Linked DNA regions of Mus musculus: region 1 is linked to region 2. Evidence: chromatin contacts called from public HiChIP or PLAC-seq data. All regions are on one chromosome and are shown on one strand. The core of a region is the stretch at or near the end of the contact, and the rest is flanking DNA. Distances in the headings are between cores, read along the strand shown. Region 1 overlaps Gm31175 (a long non-coding RNA gene). Region 2 overlaps Gm31012 (a long non-coding RNA gene).

Evidence for each region. HiChIP or PLAC-seq counts read pairs in DNA pulled down with a chosen protein or histone mark.
Region 1: a contact with region 2 is called in an H3K27ac HiChIP or PLAC-seq map of the HPC-7 cell line, with 6 times the contacts expected there. The contact joins two enhancer-like sites. A contact is called at or near these places in 1 of 39 promoter capture datasets (embryonic stem cells), 7 of 484 Hi-C or Micro-C datasets (the AML12 cell line, the P5424 cell line, cortical neurons and 3 more), 6 of 115 datasets of contacts at active chromatin or transcription factors (the HPC-7 cell line, acute myeloid leukemia and embryonic stem cells) and 1 of 9 other capture datasets (embryonic stem cells).

What each region holds. Positions count from the first base shown.
Region 1 is chr16:94,029,668-94,034,347 of GRCm38.p6, forward strand. Gm31175 (a long non-coding RNA gene) reads right to left here. Exons shown (of 6, transcript XR_876272.2): 6 at 1,966-3,983. Among named protein-coding and RNA genes, the nearest start is that of 2410003I16Rik, 21 kb to the left of the region's middle. Within about 2 kb of position 2,779, at least 6 of the 459 cell types and tissues checked have an H3K27ac peak or open chromatin away from gene starts, as enhancers often do. A contact at or near this core is called in the HPC-7 cell line, where this site is marked.
Region 2 is chr16:93,955,577-93,959,944 of GRCm38.p6, forward strand. It overlaps Gm31012 (a long non-coding RNA gene), which reads left to right. Exons shown (of 2, transcript XR_385072.3): 2 at 1,263-2,146. It also overlaps a transcript of Cldn14 not described here. Among named protein-coding and RNA genes, the nearest start is that of Cldn14, 28 kb to the left of the region's middle. Within about 2 kb of position 2,040, at least 26 of the 459 cell types and tissues checked have an H3K27ac peak or open chromatin away from gene starts, as enhancers often do. A contact at or near this core is called in the HPC-7 cell line, where this site is marked.

The DNA of each region.
Region 1 (4,680 bases), core at 1,529-4,028, 75 kb after region 2:
CTCAGACCCGTCCTGGGATGGCTCCTCCCGTGACTTTATTTCATCTCGTCTCCTCCAACATTGAAACATATTTCTTTTCCGATGTTTTTCCCTCTGTGGTTCACCTGAAATCCTACATTCCTGTGATTTATTAAAACACTCAAATCTCTTATTTGTGTGTGTGTGTGTGTGTGGTTTTTTTTTTATAAATATACTCTTGACTCTCTGCCAAGCAGAGAGGAATTTGTGCACTCTCTGGTAGGGTCAGGGTTTGATGGGACCTTATGATAGCAGGAGGCCCGGCATGCTGACTGGGTCATTGTTGTGATTACCTGGTGAGCGGGTCTGCCTCCTCAAGTGACTCTCCTGCATGCACTGACCAGAGATGGAGGGAGAGACTCTACTCCCCAGCAGGGATGCTGCCTGGTCCACCTCCTCCCGCCTCTGGGTGCAGGTATACATGGTAAGGCCACTGCCCAGCTGGTTAGAAGGTGGGTAGTGTCAGTCCTGCTCATGGCTTCTCCAAGCATGTCCCCGACCCTGACTTTTCTTAACAAAGGAGAGCCACCCTGTGCCTGTCAGAGCCCAGAGCACCCTGTACCAGCGGAGTTTCATAACACCCTGGCCTTTCCCCAAAGTTGCTTCTGGTGGGAAGAGACAGAGCAAGACCCTGAGTGTTTGCAGAATCTGTTTGACTCTGGATGTGTCCAGGCCAGGTTTCCTGTTGACTTGGTTCTGGTCTTCACAAAGTCAAACAGCCTGTGTTTGAGGAAGAATGCCACAGCAGGAGTGGAAAGAAGGTCCCGACCCTCGGGCGGGTGTTTGGCTGCCTGGTGCTGAGGTCAGAGGAGGGATTGAGATCAGTTCCGTCCCTGTGAGGGGGGCCTGGGTCTGGATAGGATGGAGCTGAGGAAGATGTGTGGACCATTAAGGCTTCTCCAGGCTATTCCAGATAAGGAAGGAAACCTCTATGCCTCTCTCCCCTAAAGTGGATTGCTTTTATTTTCTGATCGATGGCTTTGTTTATTAATTTTTTTGAGACTAATGGGATCTCAGTCCACGTCTGTGGCTGTAAGAACGTACCCCAGACCTGAGTAATCTATAAGCAGCGTTCATCCACCCCTGTAGCTCTGGAAGCATAGAGGTGCACAGCGACTAAGAGTCCGTGCCTCCCGGGAGCTGCTCCCACAGATGGTGTCTTCTGCGCGTCCTTACATGATGCAGAAGATGATAGCTGCCTTGGAACTTTAGGCCACCACTCCTGTCCATACCTCATCATCTCCCACAGATCCGACCTGTTCACACTGCTACATTTCAAGCTTGGCTTCACCACATGGATCTGGGAGGGACACGAACTCGCACATGGTGGCGTTCTGTCACGCTCAACTTCATATCTATTTCTCCCCGCATTTATTCCACGGCGATAGGAAATCTTAATGCACTTTGGTCTCAACCCCAGAGTGTACACTGCAGAGCCTGCCCTAACAAATGTCTTGTCCAACATGAATGAGATTTGTCTTAATCTTTTTTTTTTCTGTTCCTGTGACAAAATATTCCAAGTTAGGTGGTTTATAAAGCAAATGAATTTATAACACATCTAGTGTTTCATAAACTCCAAAATGAAGTTCTGGATCTCCTGTGGCCATCTTGCTGTGTCATAATGTGGAGGACATCCATTGCCAGAGAAGGAGTGTGAGACCAGAAGCAGACGAAGCTCCCGCTTCCCATCGGGACATCCTGTGAGGACATGCATCTCTGTGACCCTGACAGTCCATACTGGATGACAGCAGAGCCCTCCTGGTCCACTCCTTCTTAAAGCCTCACTCTTTTTTTTTTTTAAAGATTTATTTTATTTGTGTTTACTTTATTTGCCCACATGCATTTGCATGTGTACCACATACATGCCTGGTTCCATGGACCCCTGAAACTGGAGTTATAGCTGTAAGCTGCTACGTGGGTGCTGGGAATTGAACCCTGGTCCTCTAGAGTACTATCTGGTGCTCCTAACTGCAGAGCCATCTCTCCAACCCCAAGTCTCACTTCTTCATACTGTCATGATGCCAGTCCAGTTTCAGCATGGCTTTGGCAGGGGGCATTCTAATAATAATAATATAACATAAAATCAAATAATATGCTCCCGATCACAGACTTCAGAGGAAGAAGGGAGACTGGCAGTGTGCCTGGGTAGCAAGATGCTCTGGGTCAGACTGAGCAGTCTTGAAAAAGGAACTAAATGAAATGGGATCAACAGGGAAAGGGCAGGGCAGGGAGAAGGTGCTGGAAGAGGTGACCCAGTTCTTGTTTGTCCTCTGTGAACCTCTGGGCACCGCACACCGACGCGGCAGCAGGCGACCACCGTGATCTCTGCTGCTGAGGGCACTGAGAAAGACTCAGAGCGTGGATAGCTCGCTTATGACTGCCAGTACCCTAAATACTCGCTCCCTCTTGATATCCCGAGACTCAGTGACTGACCGCTGGAGTCAATGTGTTTGTGCCACTGTGAACATTTTTCTCTGGAAAGTGCTGTGAGTGAGCTGCCAACCTCCCAAAAGAGGCTTCATGTGGGTTTCAGCCCAATATCAAAGGAAAAACCATGCAAGTGGCAACAGGCCAGGAGGCCCAAAGTCACTCAAAGCAAAGAAAGCAAGCAGGTGCTGTGGCTAGAAGGGGTCTTCGTCCCCCGAGAATGGGACCCTCTTGTGTTTTTAAAAAAGAAGTAGGCTGGAGAGATGACTAAGCTGTTATAGGTTAAGCTCACAACCAAAAATATAAAAAGGAAGTAGCTATTTGTTATCAGATGCACAGACACACGAATGTATGAAGGCCTAACAAACTGCCTCCAAGTCGCACCCCACAGCCCCCCACTCTTACAGTTCCAAGCATGTCTGACCAGATGCCCTGAAAAACTACAGATGAGGCCCAACATAAAATTGTCAATATCGTTAAGACATGAGATCTCTCTGTGTGTGATTCTTATAGTGTAACCTGATTGTACAGATCTCAAGTGTAAACAGTAGATGACAATGTCATGCTGTAATCCCTAAAGGTTGGGCCCATGAGATAGATCTTTCCTTTACCCTCCAAGGCATTGGGTAGACTGAAGATGGCTTCCATGGTGAAACCCTGCAGGTCATCTCCAGCATCATGGTGGTAGAAACAAGCCTCCAGAGTTCACAGATCTACACTCTTGAAGAACCTCCTCATCACAGACTCACTGAGACTTAACATGGTTTTGTTTTAGGACACAGGGTCTCATCACGTTGCTCAGGCTGGCCTGGAATTCCTGGGCTCAGGTGATCTTTCTGCTGCAGCCTCTTGAGTAGTTGAGTGGTAGATGAAGACTGGCTTGCAGAGAAGTTTGTACAGACCACTGTCACCATGTTTGCTATTATTGGTTGGACTTAACTGAGCGTAAATGTCCCACCTTAGTCACAGCGCATGCATGCTTTCCTGAGCCTACCCCTGTCACTGCAGGATACCCAAGAATCCTTGAAGTATCACCATCTTCATCCTGGAGAGTTCCAGAACACTACAGTAGAATGTAATGTAAAACTGTAATGACCACTGGAGCCTGTCTCTAAATAAGCTCTTTCCTAGCGGTCCTCTTAGGCCTCCAGACCACCAGACTCTGGGCTCCAGCATCGATGTACTTCACAGATAGCTTCAGAATCATGTTTGGGTTGTTAGTTGTATCCGCCCTCCCTCGTAGGGAGTCAAAGTCCTTTGCTCTGGAGACCTTGATAAAAGAAGTCAGGGCAGAAGGCTGGCAAAGATGGGGAAACCAGCTGGGACCACTCAGGGCAGGAGCAGAGGCAATTCACAATGTGGAAATATCAGAACAGGAGGGCTCTGAGCTGGCGGATCAGTCGGGATGTCTAACGTAGCAGAGAACCCCATGTTCTCTGTGACCACAGGGGCAAATGCATTTCTGTTACTGGGTTACATTGCTGCTCTGTGTCTCACATCTTCCCATCTGAGATCTCAACCAATGAAGCAACCATGCCCTGCAAAACATCGAGAGAGGAGTGCACTCACATAACGTTTCTTGGTTAGAGAGTAGGCATTCCCCCGACGTAAGCTCCACGCCCTCAGGTGTAGCCTGCCTCACGGCCAACCATGGTCAATGGGATGGAAATGTATCATTCTTTAACAGGGAATTATGGGTATGAATGATCATGATACCAACCTTAATGACTACAGGCAAGGCATCTCCAGTCGTGTGATAACCTGGGGAAACTGAGGCACTGAGTAGCAATGTGGCTTGCCTGCTGGCTGTAAAGCATGAGGTTGGAGTATCAGCGCCTGCACCACATTCCTTAGCCATCTCTCCTGGTTCTTAGTCCTAAGCCTGAGCTTCCAAGATATTGTCTAAGATGTCTTCCCAGATGCTAATGGGCAGGCAGGGCAGTTTTAACACATGCCAGAGACTTGATTCTCCCTGTGGAGTGTGCGGTTTTCCAAGTCAGAAGAAGGTACAACGTCCCATCTTTTCGCTCTAAGCCTCATGGACCCTGCTGGAGGGGGAAGAGAGTTCCTGACAAAACACTGTGGGGAACAGCAACGTGATGCCACTCATCAAATGGACTCCAATTTGCCCCCGGAGATATGAAATTTGAGTTTGATGTTGCTGTGAGGAATGCTTTAAAATAACATAGCCTGCCTATAAATTCTTCCCAGCTTAGACATGGACGAGCTTTCCCT
Region 2 (4,368 bases), core at 790-3,289:
TGGAGTCTCTTGTGACTCAGGCTTGCCTCAAGCACACCGTACAGCTGAGAATGACCTTGAACATGCTGAGATTGCAGATATTCCCACCACACCCAGTGCACTAGATGGAACTCAAGGCTCTGAATGATGCTCAGAGCTGACCTATGTAGAAGTTGGGTGCGTTTTAACCATTCAACCTCAAGATGTTCTTATTAAGGAGAAACAGGACTGTTGAGAGCTGATGATGGCTCTGAGGCTGAAGAAATAGTTCAGTGGTTAAGAACACTGGCTGCTCACTCAGTCTTGAGGATCAGAGTTCAAATCCCAGCATCCATGTAAGACCCCTGTAACCCTAGTTCTAAGCACTCTTTAGGCCTCTGTGGCACCTGCACACACATATACACATGTGTACTCACACCTGCCTACACATGTGTACATGCGCACTGACAAGTGCTTACACTCTTATACAAGAAAGTAGATTTCTTTTTTTTTTTAAAGAAAAAAGTTATATTTTTAATAATTTTAGTTGGCAAATTAAAAGTATCCATTTAGAGCAAAAGCCAAACCCTTCATTGACATCTAGGAGAGTAACGAACTACTAAATCACTATGAACTCTCATCATAGTCACCAATTCACTTCCCTCCAACAGGAGCTTTCAGTCCCCGTAGTTCATTATTGCTGTTACTATTATTGTGTGACCTGTATGCATCTGTACATGTTCATGCCTGCCAGAGGCCAGAGGTGACTTCTTCAGTCACTTTCCATCTCAGTTTTGGAGACAGGGCCTCATTATACCGGGACCTCATTGATTGGGGGAAGGCAGTGAGCTCTGGGGACCTACCAGGCCCCTCACTCAGGCCTGGTATTATGAACACGCTCTGTGCCATGGAGCCTGGTGTTTCCATGCCTGCTAAGGACTGAACTCAGGGTCCCCTGTTTGTGCACCTCACTGGGTAAGCCATCTCCCCAGCTGAGCTATCTCCCCTTTTTACTCAATTCTTCACATGGCGCCTCCCTCTAGGCAAAACTAAGCCTAGGAAAGTCTGTGGACTTTATTAGCCCACAAGACAAAGCCCAGCAGGACCGTGGAGGGTTTCATCTGTACTGAGGTAGAGACAAACGGAACCCGATGAAGCCCTTAGTTATTACTGTTTTTAAAAGCATGCTCAATTTAAATAAACGTCAAGCCCCACAAGGCAACCGCTAGCACTCGACGCTCATGAAGTTAGCTCAATCATACACCAGAAGAATTTCTTTCTGTTGTGATTAATCTTTTCTGCAGGCTTTCCCAAGCTAAGTAGCAGAGTCTTACTGCGCTCCTGAAGCGGCAACTCTGAGGGCTGAGAAGAAATCGCATCCTCATAGACCTGCCCTGCCCTGCCCTGACCCAGCTGTGAGCATCAGGACCTCTGGAGTCTAGGGAAGCCATGGTCAAGACTCTGCTCTGAGGCCCCCAGGGGCCCTCACGGTTCCCCCAAAGTTTCAATTACTCAATAGTAAGAGTCTATAGCACTGTCAAGTTTTCAACTACAGGCTCCATGTCTACTGGGTAAGACTCCAACGCCTCAGCAGGGCAAACCAGGGATCCGTGATAAATGATGACCCACAAGTGGTCTGGCACTGTGGAGTTTGGCAGTCCTCCTTGGGTGTGATAATTTCCTACCCACCAACCATCCTGTCAGCACGTCGGATTTAAAATATCACACGTGGAACAATGAAAGATTGCCAGCATCTCACCACCACCTTTTGATTAATGAGCCATTCCTCTGAGATGGATTGGCTTGTTTGATTCCGTTACCTGGGATGACTGATGGCTGTTTTAAAAAACACTTAGCGGCAGCGTTGCCCTGCGTGAGATAATTTTCATACGCCTTTTGCAGCCGCATCCAGAATAATTGGACTTTATTGCCTGCCTTCCATGCATGAACCCAAGTTCCCTGGAGAAGCCTAACAGCTTGAGACCCCGCTGCTGTAGTCTTTCCACACTGATCAGCTGCCGTGGTCACAGGAAAGCTCCCACCAGATGGCCGGCCAGCCTTCTAGTGACATTTCCCGTTTCCCGTCCATTACTCACCAACGGAAAATAATGTGACATGAACTCCCCATTTTTGAGTAATATGTGGTTATATCCTTGTGGTTCCTGTGCTAAAGGCAAATGAATTATCATACAGTCGTTTCTTAATTCTCTGGGGAGAAAACAGAAGAGACAGCCGGTCACAGTGTTTGGCTGGGAGGGGGATCGGCACTCTTCAGGCATCCACCACGGCGTTTACATTTAATGTCCTAATTCCTTTTTCTTTCCCTTTTTCTTGTTGCTTATTCTTCTATTGCTCAGGAAAAGTAAGCTTGTCTGCTTAAGACACCAGAGCTCAGTTTTAAGAATAGTTGTCCTTGGACGCCCTGTTTGTGATTACTTCTCCCGGGTGTTCCTTTTCCTGATGCTCTGGTGCAGAAACGAGACATTGGTGGTGGACATTGGTTCTGTTCTGTCTCTAAAGGCCCAGTTTTCTCTTCCACATGGACCCAATTGTCTAGTTCTTTTAGAATTCTTTACTTTTTAGTTTTAGATTTTTTTTTAAAGTTAATTTTTAAAAAGCCGTGTGTTTGTGTGTCTTCGTGGGTGGATGCACACACGGGAGGAATACCGCAGAGACAAGAAGAGGCCATGGGGCCCTGGAGCTGGAGTTACAGGCAGCTGTAAGCCACCCGCGACTGGAGACAAATCCAGGTCCCTCTGCAGAAGCAGTGCAGAGTCTTGAGTGTTGCTCTCCAGTCCCAAGAAGCGTTACTCTTAAAAGCGGTGGCTAATACCCTGAAGTGTTTGACTCTGTGTTTTTCTAGTTCCCTTCTGACCAGAGCCTTGTATGTGACTAGCTTTTAATTATCTAATTGCTATCTTTATTATTAGAGACAAGTGACTAATTATTATATTAATTAATAATTTCTATATTATTAAAGACAAACATTTGAAGCTGACGCACCCTTACCTTGTGCAGGGTGGCGTGTAAGAGAATGATGTCCACCACTGGTCATGGCTAGTCTGTGGGGCCAGCGCTTTATGACCGTTAGGTTTGGTATAGCAGAACTCGGAGCCAAGCTCCACTGATTGGCACAATTTGACCCTTCCCTCTGACTCCAAGCTGTGAATCTCTGTGACTCCAGAAGCCAAGAGCCAAGAAACCCTTCTTTCTGGAAAGTTCCCTCCCCCCCCCCCCCGACATTCCCTTCTCAGACAAAAGGCAACATGGGGTGCAGGTCTCTGCTTACTCTGTTCTCACAGGAGAACAGAGCTAAGAAGCTGTTCATATGGTCCCTTCGTCAGGCAGCCAGCCTAGAGGAACTGGGGTCTCTCGTAGGCTTCACCCCCACAGAGGCATCTGCCCTTGTCCTGGAGATGTGATTTTCCCAAGGTTCCATGCTGCCTACTTACAAATCTGTTCAGTGAAACAACGCCTATGTTACAAGGTAGCGGGACACTCCAGAAGCTGTGGGAAGCTCTCAGAGTGGACCAGAAGGTTCTAAGAAATTACTTCTAGAAGATTCTGGGAATGGCTTCTGTGTCTTCTTCCCATCTCTACCAAAGACAGAGTAAATGGCAGCCTTGCTTGGCTCTCTGTCCTTTGCACTCACCCAGCTAGGACAGACAGCACCCAGGATGATCTGCCCGGAGTGTCCCCTGTTGGTAATTCAACCCTTCACACGCTCATTTGCATCCGCTCAGACGACTGTTGTGGCTACAAAGAAATGTTTTTCCTTAGTAGAATCACAAATAATTTGAACAGAAAGCTACAGACAAGACAGACTAATCATGTTTGAAAGGAGGTATCTCTGCACACAGAAGGTTTTCTGCATCTAAAATGCTCTTTCTCCATCAAAACTCTGTGTGATGGGGCTTCCTGACACGCAGAAAGTGAACAGCTGGCCGAGTTTCTTCCCTCAGGTGAAAAAGTCAAACTCTACATGTGCCTGGGCCCTTTCTGTAGCAACTTTCCTCAGCCACCTGGGTCACCTCGGAGACGATAACCACTGCGGAAGACTGCCTGCACTATTCTCCTTTAACTCCATTTGTGTTTTCTAGTTAGAAACAAATAGCGTGAGGACTGGAGAGATGGTTCAGTGGTTAGGGTCTGCGGCGGCAGCGGCGGCGCATGTCTTTGATTCCTGTTGGGCTAATCCCTTGTGCACTGTGCAAAGGTTGTTTTTGTATGAAGCATCACCTGTATCTCAGTTTTGCAAGCATCTTTTCCATCACCTTCTGATTGGTTTAGTAAAGAGCTGAACAGCCTCTAGCAAAGCAGGAGAGAATAGGTGGGACATCAGGGCAGAGAGGAACTCTGGGTAAGTGTCTGAGGCAGGAGTTTTGCCAGCCAGAGGAAGAAACAAGTGCC